Linked DNA regions of Sus scrofa: region 1 is linked to region 2. A link is a contact called in public Hi-C data. All regions are on one chromosome and are shown on one strand. The core of a region is the stretch at or near the end of the contact, and the rest is flanking DNA. Distances in the headings are between cores, read along the strand shown.

What was found. A called contact is a pair of places that touch in the nucleus more often than the background predicts.
Region 1: a contact with region 2 is called in a Hi-C map of liver, with 7 times the contacts expected there. The contact joins two enhancer-like sites. A contact is called at or near these places in 3 of 5 promoter capture datasets (fetal liver, fetal skeletal muscle and liver), 33 of 47 Hi-C or Micro-C datasets (adipocytes, adipose tissue, alveolar macrophages and 18 more) and 2 of 2 datasets of contacts at active chromatin or transcription factors (alveolar macrophages and skeletal muscle).

The regions. Positions count from the first base shown.
Region 1 is chr1:31,890,105-31,897,261 of Sscrofa11.1, reverse strand. ENPP3 (ectonucleotide pyrophosphatase/phosphodiesterase family member 3) reads left to right here. Exons shown (of 24, transcript XM_021087960.1): 12 at 477-605; 13 at 986-1,017; 14 at 3,917-4,044. Among named protein-coding and RNA genes, the nearest start is that of ENPP3, 39 kb to the left of the region's middle. Within about 2 kb of position 2,766, at least 3 of the 83 cell types and tissues checked have an H3K27ac peak or open chromatin away from gene starts, as enhancers often do. A contact at or near this core is called in fetal liver and liver, where this site is marked.
Region 2 is chr1:31,711,783-31,718,441 of Sscrofa11.1, reverse strand. No RefSeq gene overlaps it. Among named protein-coding and RNA genes, the nearest start is that of CTGF, 41 kb to the right of the region's middle. Within about 2 kb of position 2,496, at least 3 of the 83 cell types and tissues checked have an H3K27ac peak or open chromatin away from gene starts, as enhancers often do. A contact at or near this core is called in fetal liver and liver, where this site is marked.

The DNA.
Region 1 (7,157 bases), core at 1,517-4,016, 180 kb before region 2:
GAGCTGTGGTATAAGTTGCAGACGCGGTTCGGATCCTGCGTTGCTGTGGCCTTGGCATAGGCCAGCAGCTATGGCTCCGATTTGACCCCTAGCCTGGGAACCTCCATATGTCATGGGAGCGGCCCTAGAAAAAGGCAAAAAGACAAAAAAAAAAAAAGAAAGAAAGAAAAAAAAAAAGATTTATTTAGCTTCTGACAGAACTTTCTTCTTTGAAATTACTTTAATCGATCAACATTGACTAGATGATTTGTTTATAATTCCTGTCTATTCTTCTCTTATAAGCATGATCCTTCTCTTCCACTGCCAGGGTTTTTAAGGCCTGCCACTTGGAGTAAAGTAATTGGGTAACTCCTAGAGGTTCTCAGGGAAACTTGGTTTGAGATCCATAATGTAATATGACTCCTATTTGACCCGATCAAAAGACAACCAATTGTTACTATCTTATACATTCAGTGGATAATTTTTTTTTAATTCAGGAATGGATCAGACTTATTGTGAAAAACAGGAATATATGACTGATTATTTTTCCCAAATAAACTTCTACATGTATGAAGGACCTGCCCCCCGCATCAGGGCTCGCAATATACCTCAGGACTTTTTTACCTGTAAGTATGAAGATGGAAATGGAAAAATAAAGGTAAAACTAAAAGTGAATAACCATAGCCCTCTGATTCTGAGGATGAAGGGATTACCAGCCCCACTATTCTGACTTCTTGGAAAGACCATACAGAAGCAAACGAGAAACTCCCCTATTTAAGTACAGTCTATTGATAGAGTCTGTGGTAGTATCTAATACTGTTGGGTTAAAATATATTCCACTTCATTCTTAAGTGCTAAAATAAGTCTTTCTTAAAAAAAATTTATTTCATTTTACCAGATCATAATCATTAATAAATGTCTCTTTCATTTTCATGTGAACTTTTGCATTTTTTTGCATTTATCAAGTATCAATTGTAATGTGACATTTATTTTTCTTTCGAAACAGTTGATTCTGAAGAAATTGTTAGGAACCTCAGTGTAAGTACAGTCTCTTAACATACATGTTTAAGTTAATGTAATGTCCTTAATCTGGGTTTCAAGAAATTTGTGTTCTCTAACTTCCATCTAAGCCATTTGCAATTTATTTCTTAAATTCGCCATTGACAGTTTATATTCCTGTTAGTTGCTTTCATTTTAGTTGTTCTTATTTTGGAGTTGACACCATGATAGGAAATTCATTTGAAAAACAGGGATGCTGACTCCTAAATTGAATGGGCTAATCTTTCATTTAAAGGAGCTGGGCTAGTGAGCTTCAGATGTCATTGGTTTTCACACTTTTTGTTATTTAATATCAGAAAATAGTGAAGCACAGATATTATAGATCGTTTGTACCAGTCAGAAAAATAAATTCCTTACCCTAAATGTAATTGTAACTGCTTTTGATTGGCTCTTGCATCTCAGGTTGTAAGTGAACAAGCAGATCAAAAAACCAGATAGCTGGTGTTCCCCTTGTGGCCCAGCAGAAACGAATCCGACTAGGAACCATGAGGTTGCAGGTTCAATCCCTGGCCTCACTCAGTGGGTTATGGATCCGGCATTGCCGTGAGCTGTGGTGTAGGTGATAGATGTGGCTTGGATCTGGCATTGCTGTGGCTGTGGTATAGGCTGGCAGCTGTAGCTCTGATTGGACCCCTAGCCTGGGAACCTCCATATGCCGCTGGTACGGCCCTAAAAAGACAAAAAAAGAAATAGCTTAGAGAAATCAGGATTTTTTCAAGGTGGGGTTCACTACTCCTGGAAAGACCTGAAATAGCCTCGTGTGGTGGTTTTAATAGTTCTATGCTTAAAGTATATTTGCAAGTGTAAAACGATTATATGGATTCATGAGTTTGCCAATGCTTGGGATGGGGCTGGATTTATTTCTGTCTAAGTGATATGCAATTATAGTAAAAACTCAGAATGAAATGTGAGTGATTGAAGATTAGGAAACATTGGGGAAAGAATGGTTGCTGTAACTTGGGACCCCCTGCAAATTTGAAGTAGGAAGCACTGTTGGGGCAGAAATTCTTTAGTATTAATCCTTCCTTTTTTTCTCTTACATCTGATATTCTGGTCTTGATTAAGCATGGTGGGCATTCTTACCTCCTGCTGGTGTGGGGTGTACATGCAGTGTGTTCTTGCAGCTGGAGCAGTAGTGGAAAATTATCAGCAAATGGACTCAGAATCCACACATTGTTTTCCCTTTTTTCCATCACCTATCGATCCTCATAGCTGAAGTCCTGTTAGTGAGATGAGAAAGGGCAAACGTCTAATAATCCCAGTGGTGCAAAAGGGATTGGACATGCAGGCTTTGGAAATGGTCATGACATGACCTCACAGACATGCACCAGGCCTGGAGCTGTAGAGTCTCAAAGAAATGGACTGTCATTTTACGAAGTAGTCCATTCTTCCCAGGAAAATGGTGTGGTTGTGCAGTATTTCCAGGAATGCTGTTCTGTGGGCCTATATTGAGCTGATATTGGACAATCATAAGCAAACATGAACTGGCAAGCTTCATGACAGGTAACAGCTTCAGCTTTGTTCTTAGATCAAATGACCAAAGTTTCATCTTAACTCTAGGGTCTTCGTCTCAAATTCTCAAATGCAAAGAATAACCTTATTATTCTTCAGAGCTTAGCAGTGCATCCTCAGTTTTCTCTGGATTTTATCTGGCTGTACACCCAGCTGGCAAAGGGTGATTCATCCATTGATCGGTGGTCCTTCAGGGCACATTCTGATCCCTTGAACCTTTGAGGAAGTTGCTTTTGCAACAGATGCCATCATGTGCTTGCCTGGAAGTTACAAAATAGCAGCTTAAGAAAGAAGTAATGATAAATGATAAAGCATTCTCTTCCAGAATCCTGGAAGAGATAGAAAAGTAGGCAAGAAAAAATAGGGGAGATATTTGTGCAATAAATTCTTTTCTCTTCCCTTTTTTATTCTATAACTCTTCACTCTCCTACTCTGTATTTCTTTTTAAATTGTTTTTTGTCTATTTCATAGTGACTCTTCTTTTTCTTATGTAGAAAGAATTTTCAGAAGTAGAAGGACTGTACTAGATTTCAAAAACTATTGACCTGATTTGAAAAATAAGCAAATGCAGGGTAATTGAGTTAAATGTGAAGGAATGTTTTGGAGCAATTAAACTAGTTTTAAAAAATTTACCCATATCTATGAATGTTTTACATAGTTTTAAGGTATAATTTAGACTCCAAAGTTGTAATTGCCACTCTAAATCTAGACTTCTATCCATTCTCTGTCAAAAAAGGAGGGGTATTTATGGTCATTTAAGATATATACACAGGAAGAAAAACTTTCAAACATCAAACATATAGTTTACATCATATTTTAAATTGCAACTTAAATATGTTGCAACAGTTAAAAACAATATACTTAGGGAATGTGACTACACTGAAAACAGGTTTAATATTCCTATTTTATTTGCCAGGCTTAAATCCTCTTACTTTAAAAAAATTTTTATTGAAGTGTAGTTGATTTAACAATGTTGTGTTAATTTCTTCTGCATAGCAAATTGATTCAGTTATACATACAGATATATGTACATACAGGTATATATATATACATTCTTTTTAATATTCTTTTCCATTATGGCTTATCACAGAATATTGGTATATTTCCCTGTGCTATACAGTAAGATCTTGTTGTTTACCCATCCTGTATATAATAAAACTATTATTATATACTAATATCTGCTCATCCCAAACTCCCAATCCTTCCCTCTCCACCTGCTCTCCCCTAAGCAACCACAAGTCTGTTTTTGCTCTGTGAATCAACTCTCTTACTTTTAAAAAGTGTTTAATAAATTGACTTAGGAGATGAAGTTATGAATTATTTTGCATCTTTTAAAGGTGTCATGAGGAAATACTTTCTTTTTCAGTGCCGAAAACCTGATCAGCATTTCAAACCCTATCTGACCCCTGATTTGCCAAAACGACTACACTATGCCAAAAATGTCAGAATTGATAAAGCTCATCTTTTGGTGGATCGACAGTGGCAGGCTGTGAGGTTTGTGTCCCTATTAATTTATCTCATAATATTTAAAAAAATTTTATAGGTATATTTGATTTACAATATGTTAACTTCTGCTGTACAGCAGAGTGATTCAGTTATGCATATATATATTATTTTTCATACTCTTTTCCATTACAGTTTATCACCGAATATTCAATAGAGTTCCCTGTGCTATACAGTAGGACCTTGTTGTCTTGCTGTATGTACTAGGGTCTCGTGGTACTTTTAACAGTCATCTTTCATTATAAATTTGTTTAACCTTACCTGCTATTATGATCACATGGGTTTTCCTGAGCATGACAATTTCTTGATCTTTTATATGCTATCTAGCGCTTCCGTGTTTGAAAGGACAGTTATTGGTTGGCTGGTCTTAGCATTCTAGCCTTCACAATATAGATGAGAATGAAGAAGAAGGCTGACTGTTCATTGACTTTTCCAGAGATGATCCGTATCAGTACATTCTTAACTTCCGCTGTGGTCTCCTTCAGGTGGCAAACAAGATATAAAGATGTACCAGTTGTCTTACAGGCTTGTAGTGAGTAATTGATTAAATGGCTCTTTCAGGTCTTTGTCATCTTTGTGGTTTTTACAAAAGAGCATGCTTATGGCTAAAAGGCCAACCTAATCAATTAGCTGTAACCTTTCTTTTTTTCTAGTCATAATTGTGATTCATATTGACTATAGAGCATTTGCAAAATATGTCTCTTTAGAGAAAATAAAAGCCATTCTGAATCACTCCACCCCAAAATAATCGATTAATTGAGTCAACAGAATTTTACTGATGCTTGTTATGTGTATCCCAAACCCTGTTCTAGGCATTTGGGATACAGAAATGATTCCTGCCCTCCTGGTCAAATGGAGAAGCCTGATAATAAGCCAGTAAATAAACACACACTCTCTGATAGTTTAACTCATGTTCCCTATTTTTGCATTGTATTCCAGTTATTTTTGCATAGGCATAAGTGAATATAAATGGAATCAGGATAATATTACATTTTCTGGCCTTTTTTTATTTGTTTGTATGTTACAAAATGCCAGGGGGATGCAGAGGAAAATGCTTTTGATACGAAACATAAACATCTTTTATTTTAGGGCTGCACCTGTGGCATATGGAATTTCCAGGCTAGAGGTCGAATAGGAGCACCAGCTGCCGGCCTACACCACAGCCACAGCAACTCGGGATCTGAGCGGTGTCTGGGATCTACACCACAACCCTTCGCAACACGGGATCCTTAACCCACGATCAAACCTGCATCCTCATGGATACTAGTTGGGTTTGTTACCGCTGAGCCACGATGGGAACAACTTTTCTTTTTTTATAAACATCTTTATGAAAGATATGTTTAACAGAGGAAGAGGAGATGGAATAGAGGAAGTTGTGTTCTGATATTAATGTGTGCAGGATGAGGAACTAGAGATTTGGTAGAGTCTATTGAATGAGAGAACAAGAAAGCTAAGTACACTGCTAAGTCAGAGAGAGTGTAATTTAAATTAACACCACTAGATGGCACTGGCCTTTCTTCTTGGAATTGGAGTCTCATAGCTCTTTGGCTCAGTGGGCTGTACTGTGGTTCAGGGTACTGTTCCCTGAAAGAAGATTAATATTTGTGACTAAAATTGAGCTTTATTAATGTTAAATATATAGGATTTTTAGTGGTATATGTATGTAATAAATTAATGTGAATAAGATCTCCAATTATTTACTGTTAAGGATAAGAGATCAAAGGAGTTAAACCACTGGTACAAAATGAGAAAGTACCCGTCAGTTTGACAACATGGACTATGGGTTATAGAAGGAGAGTCCAGCGGCCAAAATACCTCTGGATTTCACACATTAATACTCAGTCTCAAATTGTGAGCTTTGTACATTTACTAGCTAGCCATCAGATGTAAAAAGAGCAGCAGCCCTAGAGTTCAAGACCAGGCACCACACCTAGCTTATGGTGAGAACTTGGACAGATTAATGTCTTAATGCAACATTGTTCTCATTTCTAACAAAAGGATAGTCTGATTTTATTATTCCCTTGCTATTTGCATACAGGGTAACTTAGAGGAAACCTTGACCTCAGCCCTAACCAGAACACCTGGGGAGTCCCATCTGATTAGGTCCTGGGTTTACTTTATCTCCAGCTCTTAACATATGAGTCTCAGGCTACCTATTTTCTAAGTTAAAATATGTCATCTTTAGTTATCATGTTGAATATTTGATAATTAGGTTAGATTCCCTTTTCAGAATTATAGAAAATTTCATTATATAGCATAATCTATCTTCCTTCTCTTATTTGCCATTTTAAAAATGTGTTAGATCTCACTAGTTTGGGAAACCTGATTATTTGAAACCAGTTGGAATAATGTTAAAGTTCCCTTTTAGAGAACATGAATAAAAGCTTTTCATTTTATGTTTGGAAACTGACAAAATACATCCTAGGCAAAATGGAGATAGACGCAGTTCCCACCCTAAGGGTTCCTGTCCAGGGAAGGAGGATGGCAACAGGTATAATCGGGTGTAACAACTGCTGCCCTGGGATCAAGTATAAGGCACAAGGAAACAAAGAGTGAGTTCACCCCCAGGTTCATACCCCAGGTACGGATGCCAGATAATGTTAGAGAATGCTTCCTGGTAGGCTGTTTCCTGTCCTGGGTTTTGAAGATTCAGGATGGTTTATGCTAAACACAGCCCCATAAACAAGTCTTCCTGAGCAGTTGTCTGGTCTGTGCATTGCACAGAGGCACTCACCCAAGAAGATGAGTGGGAGCAGAAATCTACTCCTTGCTCAGCCCGCCAAGTCTTGACAAACTGTGTCTGCAGAAGGAAAGGGACCCCTTTTCTTTACTGGAGGCAGCCATCTGCTTGCTGAGCCTTGAGCCTGCCTGGCTGTGTCTTCTTAGAGGTGCTTCCTTCTCTGACTATTCTGCTCAGAGAAGAGGAACCCCCCCGCCCCCCGCCAACCCTTTTTAAACCAACTCTGGGGCAAGGAAGGGTAGAGAGTCGGGTTTCCAGGCAGAGGGACTAGATTCCATCAGCTGCAGGTATTCCCTATTGCCAGAGCAACTAGTGAATGAAGCTTCCCTCTGTATGAAGGACCTTACCTTTTAAGACTAAGGAC
Region 2 (6,659 bases), core at 1,247-3,746:
GTGCTCCACCACCCCAAACTGGCTCTTATTTGCACACAGGACCACGCCTGTGCAGATGAAACTGAGAGGAGTCCAAGAGTTACATTTTCCTCATTACCATGCTAAGATCTCTGTCCAGGAGAGGACTTGTATTCCGTTGACACAATTTGTGCCTTGTGTAAAGGAGTGCGGAAGACCGTGCATGCTCCGGCTGCCCCCTGGAATCTCCACCCTTTTCCTAAAGCCCTGCTGACCTGTCTGCCTCCCAACCCTTAACATTCCTTTACTCCTCTCCCCTCAGGGAGAAAGCGTTTTTGGCACTGAAGTCCCCCTTCTCGATTCTCTGGCCAGTGAATTAAAGTCTGTTTTACTGGCACCAAACTCAATTTTATTATCGGCGGCACAAACCTGAGCAGGAAAGAACCCCTGAAGGAGCCACAGGGACTTCGATTCAGCTGGGGCCCCAGGAGGGGTCCTAACATCTAACTGGGTAACAGGAACAAGCCTTAGTTCTCGTGTCCATCAATTCCAGGTAACATCCTGTTTGGGGGAAAGCAAATCCATCTGGAAGGATGTAAGTTGGTAGTAGCAACCACACTGGAGCATCTGGAACAAACAGATTTCAGGCAACTTCCCTTTACCAAAGAGGAGAAGTTTCCTTTCACGTCTCTTCCTCCTGTCTTTGAAATTTGGGGCAGTGGAATTTAGCATTGGCTAAGATTTAACCAGTGAACTAAAAAGTGTTAGATGTGGATGAAATCATCCCATTTATCTCTGATAGAAGGTGGACAAATGATCAAACTTAAATTTTCAAATAACCAATGATATTATTATTTATTATTAGGATAAAAAACTACTCTGAAACTAGATGAATATTATTATTTGTTATTATGATAACAAAGTATTCTGATACTAAGTCCAATAATGACAATTATAATAACTACTCATTCATTACTGGGTGATTATTTTGTTCCAGACATTGTTTTCAATGATTTACAATTATGTTCTCAACAAGCCTGTAAGGGGAAAACACTCATCCCAACCATGGCTGGTTCCATCCTGGCAGGGATTGGAACCAAGGTCCTGGCAAAGTTCCTATGTTTAAACAATATGTCATGTTGCCTTCTTAATAAACACATTGGAAATGTTCAAGTTCATCAATTCTACTCCATCTGAAATTGAACTCTGAAACAGTTCTCAAAATAAATGTATTAATAGTATGAAATATCATCAATGAAAAAGCACTTAATAACAAAACCAGAGTACATTAACCCTCATTTGAAAAATGGGCAAAAGTCTGGGTTAAGACATTCATGGGAAAGAAATGAAAAGAGCAAAGACCAATACATAAAAATGTTGTAGCTCATTAATTAAATTAGATATACATATAACATATTTCTGTCCTTACCACACGGGAAAAGGTTTAAAAGAGTCAGATCTCCAGTGTTTCAAAGTGAACAAGCAGTCACACCTTGAAGATGGCAACACACCCAAGATGCTTTGATGTCTCGGATGGCAGTTTGATAATTGTGTTCCAAAAGTTTAAAAATTGTCCATAAACTCTGACTTAAGACTTCAGTTTGACCAAATTTTTGTGCTTCAAAATAATTCTGAAGAAGTTATTGTCCAATTGTCAGAAGATAAAAAGTGATGCTCAATCTAAAAGATTCACTTTTATTAGAGAAACAGTCATGGTATATAGTATATATACTAGAATACACTCTTAAAACGTGATGCTTAGCTAAGTTTACAAAAGTGGGAAACTTTACACCATAGGAATTGAAAAGAACATCTTCTAAAATAGCATATGGTAACATCCATTGTGGTGAAAGGAAAAATAAAATCCCTTTTCCCCGCTTTCCCCATTTTCTCTTCCTTTTGTTCTCGTTCCTTCCTCTGTCTTCCCTCTCATTTTTCCCTCTAGAAGTTAACGCCCTAAAATGTTAACAGTGACTATCTGAGTGGTGGGGTTTGGGGGTGATCTTGACTTTCTCGAGCCTCTATAATACATGAATGTTATAATCTGGAAAAAAAATCCAATAAAATTCATTTAGGCAAAAAATATTTTTAAAATTCATAAAATATTTGAAGTGTCTTTACTCATATCAATATCAGTGGTAATAAGTGTCCAAACAGCAGAAAGTGTCTGATACCTAAGGATACTGACTAGGTATAGATTACTCGTCTGTTAAGTACCATTCCATCATTACATTGCTACTCACCATGGTGACATGAACCCAGTTCCAAAGGACCAGTTCTGACCTCTGCAAACTGCACAAAACATGTGTCCTTTATCTTCATCCTTCTTTCCTTTCTCTGTGTTCACACCTGGCCCAACTTCATTCTAGTCACTCATGGAGGAAGTGTGATTTTTTTCCCACCCCAGACCTAACTCCTCACTTCCTCCAGGGCTTTATTTTCTTAACAATTAACCTTTCTCCCACATGCATGTGTAATCCCTACCTTGGCACGGTTTCCACGTCTCTGCTTTGACTATGCACCTGTCCTATTTTCCTGTAGTATTTACTCTGCTGTGTCTGTCCCCTCCAGCTCCCTCAAAGTTTTCTCTCACTGTGGGACAGGACAAATAAGTGATTGGGTTTTATTTCCTGACTTGATCTCTTCACCAGCCTCTCTCTTTTTGAAATTCCAAAAAATTGGTTTCAGATCACCGCCCCAAACCTACATCCTAAAACCTCTCCCAAAATAACAGTCATTTCCTAATTGACAGACTTTGGTTTTATTTTGGAAATTTAAAAAGTATCTTGTAAAATGTAAGGAGGAAAATAACAAGCATCTGATGCAGCTTCCCACTGTCAACATCCCATCTAGTTTTTTAGTTTCTTGATTATTGCATTGACTTTTTCTTTTGTATTTTCAATCACTATGATTATTTTGAGTATCCCCACGTGGCCCTGATTCCATTTTTCAGCAACATTTATTTTTGTCTATGTAATTTGTAATTTATTATTTCTATATTATTATTTATTTGAGCTGACCACCCTCTCTTTTAAATCTTCTTCTATTATATCTTCCTTGAGTTTATTTTTATTTTGAGGGTCTATGTTTTCTATTAACTTGTACTATAATGTGAAGCATTTCTTCTCATTTTTTTTTTTTTTTTTGGTCTTTTTAGGGCTGCACCCGTGGCATATGGAAGTTCCCAGGCTAGGGGTCAAATCAGAGCTGTAGCTGCCGGCCTACACCACAGCCACAGCAACACGGAATCCGAGCTGCGTCTGCAGCCTACACCACAGCTCAGGGAAATGCCGGATCCTTAACCCACTGAGCGAGGCCAGGGATTGAACCCGCAACTAATGGTTCCTGGTCGGATTCGTTAACCGCTGAGCCATGACGGGAACTCCTCTTCTCACTTTTTGACCCATGTGTTTTCTTCTAGATGAGACAGATGAAATGAGCCCTTCCTTTTTCCTTCCTTCCCTCCCCCTCTTCCCTCCCTCGCTCCATCCTTTTCTCTCTCCCTCCCTCCTTTCCTTCCATACTTCCTTCTTTTTTTAAAACAAAAAAACTCTACTGAAATATAGATGATTTATAACGTTGTGCTAATCCTTCCTCCTTTTTTTTATCCTGCAGTAATTTGCTGTGCTTAATGCCATTTCTTTTATATGGCTCATTCTAGTTTATTCTGAGATAAAGTGATCATCTTCCAATTGTGTCTGAGAGTTGTTTGTGTTTTTCTCTAAACTACTGTGTCAGGGAAGATTGTTTTGTGTCCTACCCACTTTTCTGAAGCCCAAGCGTAGGTCAGGGATGGGGGGTGGAATGTGGATTGAGGTTGTCGTAGACTTTCGGTGATATCATGGGGTCTTCTTTGCAGATTGTGTCTCAGACAAACATACACTTCATCTTAGGTTAAAAAATTCCTATGTTGGATACTTTTGATTGACTTATTTCCCCAATTTAGCACACACTCAGGAGATTTCACATGTCTATCTTACTGTGTTGTTTCTCTGTTTCACTGGCTTTTCTCCCAAAATATTTTCCATTATGTCCCTATTTAACCACTGTGATAGATTGTTGGCTCTTTCTATTCTGAACGCATCTTTGCAATGTCACCTTGCTGCTCCATCCCTTGAATGCAGGATAGCCTTGTGGCTTACTTTGACCAATAGAATGTGGCAGAGTGACATTTTTCCATTAATATGGTGGTCCACTGATGAGGTCACCTTGCTGCTTATGCTTCCGACTCTGAAAATGCTCCTATCAGCATGTAAGGATGTCAAAACTATGCCAGTGAATGATGAAAGACTATGTAGGAGACAGGCTCAGCTCACAGCCTATATCAAGGCCCCAAATGAGAAGATAAGGCCATCTGATGGCCTCCAGCTCCAATAGATCTGCCAGATGACTGCGGCTGTATGAGAAGCCCCAAAGGAGACCATCAGAATAACCATGGAGCTGAGCACAGCTGCGGAAACATGAGAAATATTAAATAATTATGTCATTAAAATATTAAATCGTTATTAAGCTACTATGTCTTAGACTGGTTTTTATGCAAAAATATATAATTGGTGTCTGAACACAAGTGGTATGATAAGCTCAACTTGAGACATATGGCATTAGCTTTGGGATCAGGCAGTGGGCAAAGGCTGGAAATTATAAAGAGACTGTTGAAGGTTAGAGAAAGGACTATCTGGGTTATGTGTTATATGCTATTGTAGCTCTTCAAAGCCTTTCCAGTTGTTTGAGATGACTCTGAAGGCAATAAGTCTGAGTTAAAAATTGAGGCACAAGGCATTTGCTTGTATTGATTCCATATTTGAAAGGACACCACGTTGATGCCTGTCAGTGGTCACTGAAGCATTATTCACGGTAGCTGAGAGGTGAAAGCAACCCCAATGTCCATGGATGGATAAAGAGATGAAATGTTGTAGGTACATAGGATAAAATGTTACTCAGCCTTAAAAATGAAGATAACTCTGATAGGTGCTTCAACATAGATGAAACTTTAGGGTGTTAATATTAAGTGAAATAAACCAGTCACAAAAGACAGTATTATATGGTTCCATTTATATGGGACATCTAAAGAGTCAAATTCACAGAAACAGAAAGTAGCATGTGGTTACCAAGGGTGTAGAGATGGGGTAAATAGGGAAATATTTAATGGCATCTCTTTTGCAAGATGAAAATATTCTGGAGATCTGTTGCACATTAGTGCAAATATACTTACTACTAGTAAACTGTGCACTTAAAATGGTTAGCATGATAAAATTTATGGGTTTTTTTATTTATGTTTATTTTACTTCCTTTTTTTTTTTTTTTTTTTAAATCAAGGGATTGGGGAAGGACATGATGACAGGATAAATAGTAAATCCTGATTGTAGATGGGGAATTTGCAAGTTTATGAATATGCTTCACAGCAAAGTAAATATAGCAGTGGGAAAAATAACAAAAACAATTGCCGTTTTAGAAACACTGTTATTTCTGCAAATGTAAGCACTGGATAAAATTGAGCATAAACTTTTATAACCACAGTTCTTGGTACAGTCCATCTCTAAACCAAGGAGTAGTTCTCCCCCTGCTGGCCATCTTGGAGTTGCTCAGTTTTAGGAAATAACCAGACCTGCTGGAATAAGCATGTTTCCTCCAAGATTAGATGCTTTCATTTACCAAAATACTTCCTGTAGAGACACTAAACTCCCACTGCTATTATCTGCATTTTTTCACTTATTTATTCTCCCATTTCTTAAGAATGAATGTATTGCTCATTTGATTATAGCTTGCTCATCCACTAATTTTTATTTAATCCCTAATAGGTACCAGGAGCTGGGCTAAACGCAATTTTCAAAGACGACTTAGGTGTGGATCTGAGCTTAACATCACAGATATGAAGATCATTATAAAGGAAATTAAAGAGTTATAAGTGCACTGATGGGTTATAAGTAGAAGTCATCCATGTCCTGGAGTATAAGAACCGGGAAATAGAGAGGCAATAAAGAGGTTCAGCAGAAGTATAATTAGGTAAATTGGATTCCTACCCTGAGAATTCATTAAGAAGAGGTAATCTGATCATTCACATACCTTAATTGTCAAGGAACATCTCTTTTTCCCTCTCGTTAGTTTTTTTTTTTCTTATGGCTGCACCCATGGCAGTATGGAAGTTCCTGGGCCAGGGATTGAATCTGAGCCACAAGTTCGACACTGGATTCTTTAACCCCCAGAACCCAGGTGGTGATAGAACCTGCACCTTCACAGCGACCTAAACCACCAAAGTTGATTCTTTTTTTTTTCTTTTTTTTTGTCTTTTTGCCATTTCTTGGGCCGCTCCCACGGCATATGGAGGTTCCCAGGCTAGGGGTCGAATCGGAGCTATAGCCACTGGCCTACGCCAGAGCCACAGCAACGCGGGATCCGAGCCGCGCCGCGTCTGCAACCTACACCACAGCTCGTGGCAACGCCGTATCCTTAACCCACTGAGCAAGACCAGGGATCGAACCCTCAACCCCATAGTTCTTAGTCGGATTCGCTAACCACTGAGCCACAACAGGAACTCCCAAAGTTGATTCTTAATTCACTGTGCCATAGTGGGAACTCCTCTAGTTGGATTGTTTTTTTTTTTAAGTTTTTTTTTTAATTTTGAAATAATTAGATTCACAGGAAGTTGTGGAGGTAATACAGCTATTCCCATGTACTCTTCGTCCAGTTTCCCCAGTGACTGC